2 separate regions of the Lactuca sativa genome follow, and region 1 is linked to region 2. Evidence: chromatin contacts called from public Hi-C data. All regions are on one chromosome and are shown on one strand. The core of a region is the stretch at or near the end of the contact, and the rest is flanking DNA. Distances in the headings are between cores, read along the strand shown. Region 1 holds the start of LOC111920404. Region 2 holds the start of LOC111920401 (metal-nicotianamine transporter YSL3).

Evidence for each region. A called contact is a pair of places that touch in the nucleus more often than the background predicts.
Region 1: a contact with region 2 is called in a Hi-C map of leaf, with 2.6 times the contacts expected there. The contact joins the promoter of LOC111920404 here to the promoter of LOC111920401 in region 2. A contact is called at or near these places in 2 of 4 Hi-C or Micro-C datasets (both in leaf).

The regions. Positions count from the first base shown.
Region 1 is chr9:65,844,518-65,848,218 of Lsat_Salinas_v11, reverse strand. LOC111920404 reads right to left here and starts at 2,150. Exons shown (of 5, transcript XM_023915986.3): 1 at 1,887-2,150; 2 at 1,029-1,329; 3 at 792-950; 4 at 408-703; 5 at 1-333. The coding sequence starts at 2,084. The coding sequence ends at 112.
Region 2 is chr9:65,679,987-65,683,629 of Lsat_Salinas_v11, reverse strand. LOC111920401 (metal-nicotianamine transporter YSL3) reads left to right here and starts at 1,580. Exons shown (of 7, transcript XM_023915981.3): 1 at 1,580-2,132; 2 at 2,211-2,383; 3 at 2,469-2,566; 4 at 2,645-2,779; 5 at 2,883-3,072; 6 at 3,143-3,254; 7 at 3,573-3,643. The coding sequence starts at 1,769.

The DNA.
Region 1 (3,701 bases), core at 901-3,400, 160 kb before region 2:
ATAAGATAACTTTTCGCATAAGTATATTGTACATCATACCATAATATGACATATAATCCTGACTAATCAAAATTGAGAGAGGGAGATGAAATCTTAAATATGAATTGATCTTCAATCACGATCTTGGTTTTCTGCTCTAATGTTCATAATCTGTGACACAACAATCTTTGAAAGCTCACTAATGGCAGCTTGATAATCATCCGTTTCCCTTGGCACTGACCACACTTCTGATTGTGAGCTGCTCAAACCACTATACTCACTTGCTGCAACCCTCGTCTTCTTTGTTGTAAGCACCACCTTCTCCAAATCCGCTTGTGATAATGCCCTTGGCCCCTATAATACAATCAACATCAACAAAACACACTTGTAGTTGTATTCAGACAAAGGGAAAGGAAAAGGATACTAACATTTGTTTTAATTCCTTTCTTCTCATCATCTAGAAGATCCCTTATGGGGAAATAGGCTGCTTGTTTGCAGAGCTCAAGAAGATCTGAACCGGTGTATCCTTCACACAATGCAGCTATGGAGTCGAGGTTAATTTGGTCATCTACTCTTTCACCTTTCAAAACCACCTTCAATATCTGAGCCCTTTCTTTGCGATCAGGTATCCCAATCTCAAATGCCTGTGGAAGTCGTCTCAGTATTGCTTCATCCAGCTCAGAAGGCCGGTTTGTTGCAGCAAGAACCATCACTCTAGCATTATCTACATAAATTAAATATTATTAAACCATTTATAATATTAAAATTGGCTTTTTAATTACTATATCCGAGTTTTGAAAAAGAAAACTTACGATCTGTAGTGAAACCATCCCATAAAGCCATAAACTCGGTCTTCATGTTGGTCAATGCTTCATGGTCTGTAGTCCGGCGTTGACCAAGAAAACTATCCACCTCATCGATAAATATTATAGCAGGTTGGAGTTTGTAAGCCAAACTAAACACTGCAGCAACTGTAAACAAAGAAAAAAATGATTAATACAGAAGATTTAAAAAAATGAAAAATAAAAAAACACCATCAAAATACTAACCGAGTTTTTGTGCATCTCCGAACCATTTGCTCATGAGATCTGATATTCTGACATTGATGAAAACAGCACCAGATTCTTTAGCAATAGCTTTTGCAAGCATGGTTTTCCCTGTACCTGGTGGGCCATATAAAAGAACGCCTTTTTGAGGGCCGAGGAGCTTTCCATAGGAGAAAAGCTCAGGCCTACGTAGAGGTAATATCACCAATTCATAAAGTGATTGTTTGATGGTTTCCAGCCCTCCAATGGAGTCAAATTCAACGCCAATGTGATCAGGGTTTATCACGTTGCATGCAATCACATCCTGTTATTAGCAAACAATGATAAAAAAAAAGGTTATCAGGCATCCATGACTTTTAGCAAATGGTAGAAAAACAAATCCAGAAAGATCAACAAACTAGAGGCACATGGTGCTTCTTTTGCATTTTTGCAAGATTGATGGTTTGTTTGCAAGGAGAAGCCTAGAATGTTCCACAATTCAGGAAACCCTATCTTAAGCGATTAACCAGTGCTTTTATGCAAGACTCTTATAACAATCGCTTGTATTAGCACTTTAGCAGAGCATCAAGGCAACAACTTTATCATAAACCCTAATATACTTCTTAACTTCTTCCAGCAATTCAAAGGGGCGCACAGTTTCAATCGTCAAATAGCGATGGGCTTTGTAGCAATTTAATCCCTAACCCTAATTCGTAGTGGCACTTGTTAAAAACATGAAACCAGTAAAATAACAATTTTTCAGAAACTACGAACAGACGACTATGTTTGAGTTCTATGTAGATTGAAATCGTCAATCAGAAAGTGTAAAATCTTCAAAGAGATTGAATTAGTCGACTGTAAGCGTATAAACCAATTACATACCTCGTAGGGATTTGTATGAATAAGGGGGCGACCTAAGCGCTTGGAGATTTCTTTCTTCTGTTCAAGGGCTTTCTTCGAAGATTCTCGATTAGGATCGAGGTGTTTGAGGCCGGCGAACAGCACCAGGCAACTGAGGGCGGCGCTGGCGGCATACAGCACTAGTTCCTGCAAGAACTTCGTCTCCGTCGATCCCTTCATCTCTAACGTTCGCTTCCTTTTCCTCTAAGTTACAGTCGTCTGCTTCTTCTGTTGGATTTGGTGTGTTCTACTGGAACCCGTATTTATTTGGGGACAATTCAACGCCCACGTGTGCTGATCTAATCGGCGTAGCGTTTTTACTTTTTACTATAACATCTATGGTCCTGAGTTCAAAAAGAAAATAAATAAATAAACTAAAATAAATTAGTGTTTACAAGTTTCATTTTGTAGTACCTTTTCGTGTTAGTCATGTCTTGTAACATTAATTTTGAATTAAATAAAAGGAAAATGATTCTTGAGGGTAACTAACTTTTGCGTTTGTACTCATTTGGTCCTTTTTTTTTCTATTCAATATACCATCGAACTTGTTGTTAGTGTTTACCATAGCCCTTTTGACCGGCTTTTGACCTGTGATAGCCGGTCAAAGGGTTATGGTGAACACAAACAACAAGTTCGATGGTATATTGAGTACAAAAAAAGGAAAGGGACCAAATGAGAACAAACGCAACAGTTGGTTACCCTCCTGATTCATTTTCTCTTTACTCATTTACAACAAATCTCACATCATCTCCTACTGATATTAATGACTTTATGATATCCATTCTTGCTTCTCTTCAAAACATAACTTACGAAAAGACATTATTCATGCATGTACAACTTTGTAATGCACTTGAATATTTATTAGGGGAATCTTGACTAAGTAGGCGCATTTCATGACTACATTTACATTTGCAATCAAATGATTTATCGTATCATGGATTCTAGACAAGTCTACAAACGAGTGGACTCACAAGTGCTGTAATTTTTGAGTTTACTTAGCTTTAAGATCGAACTCATGGGATAAGATACAACATCAATATGTACAATATCATGCTGCTTTTGTAGACACATCACCATAATATTGTACATATTGATGTTGTATATTATCCCATGAGTTCGATCTTAAAGCTAAGTAAACTCAAAAATCATAGCACTTGTGATTCCACTCGTTTGTAGACTTGTCTAGAATCCATGATACGATAAATCATTTGATTGAAAATATAAATGTAGTCATGAAATGCGTCTGCTTAGTCAAGATTCTCTTAATAAATATTCAAGTGCATAACAAAGTTGTACGTATATGAATAATGTGCCTAACTTGATTTATTCCTTTGATGTGTATTCCTCGCAGCCAAAAAATCAACAATTGCTTATCTTCATCTTCTTCTTTTCTTTTTCTTAGTCATGAGCTCAAAGAGGTGGTAGTGTTTCCGGCGATAGAAGGGTGGTGGTTTCTGGTTCTGCTAGTGGCTTCGAAAGTTATGGCTTCGGTTGTGGTTCTCGGTAAAACAGGGGAGGTGGAGATGAAATATGTTAAATCGGTGGTGGTGTGGTTCACAGTGAAGGAGGAAACGGTAGAGATGGGCTTGGTTTAATGGAGGTAGCAGGTGGTAAACGACGATTGTAGCGAAGGTCTCAGGTTTGGAATCAATAGTTTTGAATAAGAACTTTTAACCGTCCCAAATGTCGAGCGAGAAAGAAGTATCACCCGAATGTGGTTCTCGGTAAAACAAAACAAGGAAGGGGTGACAAAAATTGGTAAATCTGGTGGTGGTGTGGTTCATAGTGAAGGCAGAA
Region 2 (3,643 bases), core at 331-2,830:
TATGCCAGATATGAATGCTCCTTATACTTCTACTCGATATCGGCTTCGTAAAACAGATAATCATGTTACTTTTGAATATTTTTATCGAGTGGATTTGTTTACAGCCACATTGGACAAACAATTATATGAGTTGAATAATAGATTCAATGATCAGGTGATGAAGTTGTTAAGTCTTAGTCCTACTTTAGTTTCTAAAGTGATTAACATTGATCAAATTTGTCGTCTTGTTGAGAAGTATTATCCTGAAGATCTTACGGAGCAAGAAAGGATTCAATTACGATATCAATTGGAGATTTTTAATATTGATATGACAAAGAATCCAAGGCTAAGTGGTGTATCAACTATTGCTGAGCTATGCAAGCGTCTTGTGGAAACTCAGAAACGTGAGACATTATTTGTTTGATAGAGTGGTTAGGTTAATCTTGACACTTCCAGTTTCTACCGCAACAACAGAGAGAAGATTTTCAGCAATAAAAATATTCAAGAACCGTCTTCGCAATAAGATGTCGGATGATTTTCTCGCAAACAACTTGGTGATTTACATAGAAAGAGAAATTGCTGAAAACATTGATTCGAAGTCTGTAATTGATGAATTTAAAGACATTAAAGGTCGTCAGACTGAGTTGTAATTCTTTTTCTAGTTGTTTTTGGTGTTTATTTGTTGAAAACAATCTGTTTTTTTTTAGAATGTTAATTTCAGTTTATAATATTTTCGGCCCCCAAGTTAATTGTTCACGCTCCGCCACTAAATTAAATATTATATTTGCTCGCCACGCACGAGGATTCGTCTAGTTTCTAATATACGCCTCAATCACTAGTCTCCATATCATGAGAACATTCGCCTAGTTTCTAATTTACGCCTCGGTCACTAGTCTCCATATCATGAGAACATTCGATAATAAATTACATTTGTAAACTTAACTTTTAACTTTTCACATGCCCTTGTTCAAACAGTGAAGATGCTTAATTTCTTTAGGGTAAGAAAAACACAAAAACCAAAACAAACCATGTTTAATAATTCCAATTTGGTTTTGGTTCTAATTTGATATCGATTAAAAAACAAATATTAACTTTTAGATTGAATTTTGAAATAATATAAACTAAAACAAGCGGGTGTGCTAATATATGTATATCAATTTTGTTATTATAAATTAATAGTTCACATCATCAAAACCTAATTTAAACGAAAACATATTATTGACAACCCATATTTCGAGTTCGATTTTATTGATTTGAAACCAAAAATGGAAACACAAACCCTACTGGGTCTTTGGGTTAGTTTAAGTAGTTAAACCAAACAAACTAAACCAATAAATTAATGAACATCGCTACCAGATTTTCTTAAAAAAGGTTAAGGGTTCATTTGGTATATAATCAAAAAGCAGGGTTAAATTTGAAAATATCCCATAAATATAACATGGTTTGATTATTCACGGAACAAAATATTCTAAACTATTCACAACCAAACCAGTCTCTTTCTAATTCACAAAAAGCAAGTCAAACAACTGGTTGGATGCATATATTTCAACTCACCACTTGGAACCTCAAAATCCAATTATGAGTCGATTATTGTTGAAATTGATTGTACTACAAAGCATTTAATCCTAATCCCATTTGTACTACACACGTCTGAAGGTACATTCAATTCATCTTTAAAGTCGTCCAAAATTCCTTCTCCTACACCCAGTTTCGCAAACTGTACATCATTCAAACTCTGAAAACCCTCTCGATTTCTTACTTTTTGATCACTAATTTGAATAAGGCATTTATGACAACTGAGGGGGCGAGAGAGATTGAAGAGAGCGAAATGATGGATCATACGACACCCGAGGAAAACGACGACGGTGGCTCAGTTAAGAGGTTGCCGCCGTGGAACAAGCACATCACGATTCGAGGATTGGTGGCTAGCTTATTGATCGGAATCATGTACAGTGTAATCGTGATGAAGCTTAATTTAACCACTGGACTCGTACCTAATTTAAATGTCTCAGCTGCTCTTTTGGCGTTCGTGTTCATCAGAACATGGACGAAGCTCGTTCACAAAGCTGGATTCGTAACGACGCCGTTCACCAGACAAGAGAATACAATCATTCAAACATGTGCTGTCGCTTGCTACAGCATTGCCGTTGGAGGTTCTATTCCATTCAATCTGATCTATGCAACGATGTTTTCATTTTTTTAATTGTTGATTAAGTCAACGATTTCTGTAGGTGGATTTGGATCTTATTTGTTGGGATTGAACAAGAAGACATACGAACAAGCTGGAATCGATACGGAAGGAAATTCACCTGGGAGTTTTAAAGAACCTGGAATCGGTTGGATGACTGGCTTTTTGTTTGTTAGTAGCTTTGTTGGGCTTTTGGCTTTGGTTCCTCTTAGAAAGGTTTGTACCTTCTGCTTCTTGACTTGTACATAATATAACTTTCAGAGTTTGAACTTTGATCTTTGAAGTATGAATTATTTTGCAGATTATGATCATAGATTATAAGTTGACTTACCCTAGTGGGACAGCTACAGCAGTGCTCATCAATGGTTTCCACACTCCCAAAGGCGACAAAATGGCCAGGTATCATTCAGAACTCAGAATTCAGAACAATGAACTAAAAGAATTTAACATTATTTTTATTTGTACGATTTTATACAGGAAACAAGTTGTGGGGTTCACCAAATTTTTCGGTGGTAGTTTCTTGTGGGCTTTTTTCCAGTGGTTTTATTCGGGTTCGGGCACTTGTGGCTTCACATATTTCCCCACGTTTGGGTTAAAAGCTTATGCGAACTCGTGAGTGTGTACTTACTTTATTTGTGTATATTCTTTATAATAAATCGTGATCCGAGGGCTTGTTTTAATATAAAAAATATGTTGTTTTTTTTTTTATTTGCAGGTTTTATTTTGATTTTAGTATGACTTATATAGGAGCAGGGATGATATGTTCACATCTAGTGAACTTGTCGTTGCTTGCAGGTGCTGTACTATCCTATGGTATAATGTGGCCGCTCATAGGTGATCGCAAAGGCGATTGGTTTCCTTCTAGTTTACCTCAAAGCAGCATGAAGAGTTTAAATGGTTACAAGGTTAGCTTAAAAAATATATAAATAAAATATTTATCGATTTTTGTGGTCTAATCGTTTATTGTATTCCTAGGTTTTCATTGCGATTGCACTTATCCTAGGCGACGGTCTGTACAATTTTCTCAAGATAACCTTTTTCACTGCCAGAAACATATATACCTCCTCAAAAAAGAACTCCAAAAACAGTAAGTACTTCAAAGCTACATCATCAAAAATTAGTTCCATCATGTTGCCCCACGTGACCTCTGCTATCTTGTGTTTGTCACACCAGAAAGAGAGTACAGAAGAGAGTACTGAACATGACTGGACAGACTTTCTCACCTTGTTCCACTTTTTTGACAGGACAAAAAGTTGCAATTTTTGTTGATTTACGTCATTCCCAGTCCGGTGCATGTACACAACTGTCTGTGTCTGTCATGTCATGTACATGTCATGTACCATACATATTTTGTCATGTCATGTACAGACCGTTTTAATAACATTATTGTCTATGATAAATACAGATCCAGACAAAAATACCCAACCCCAAGATACCCTCCAACAAAACGAAGTATTTTTGCGAGAAACCATTCCC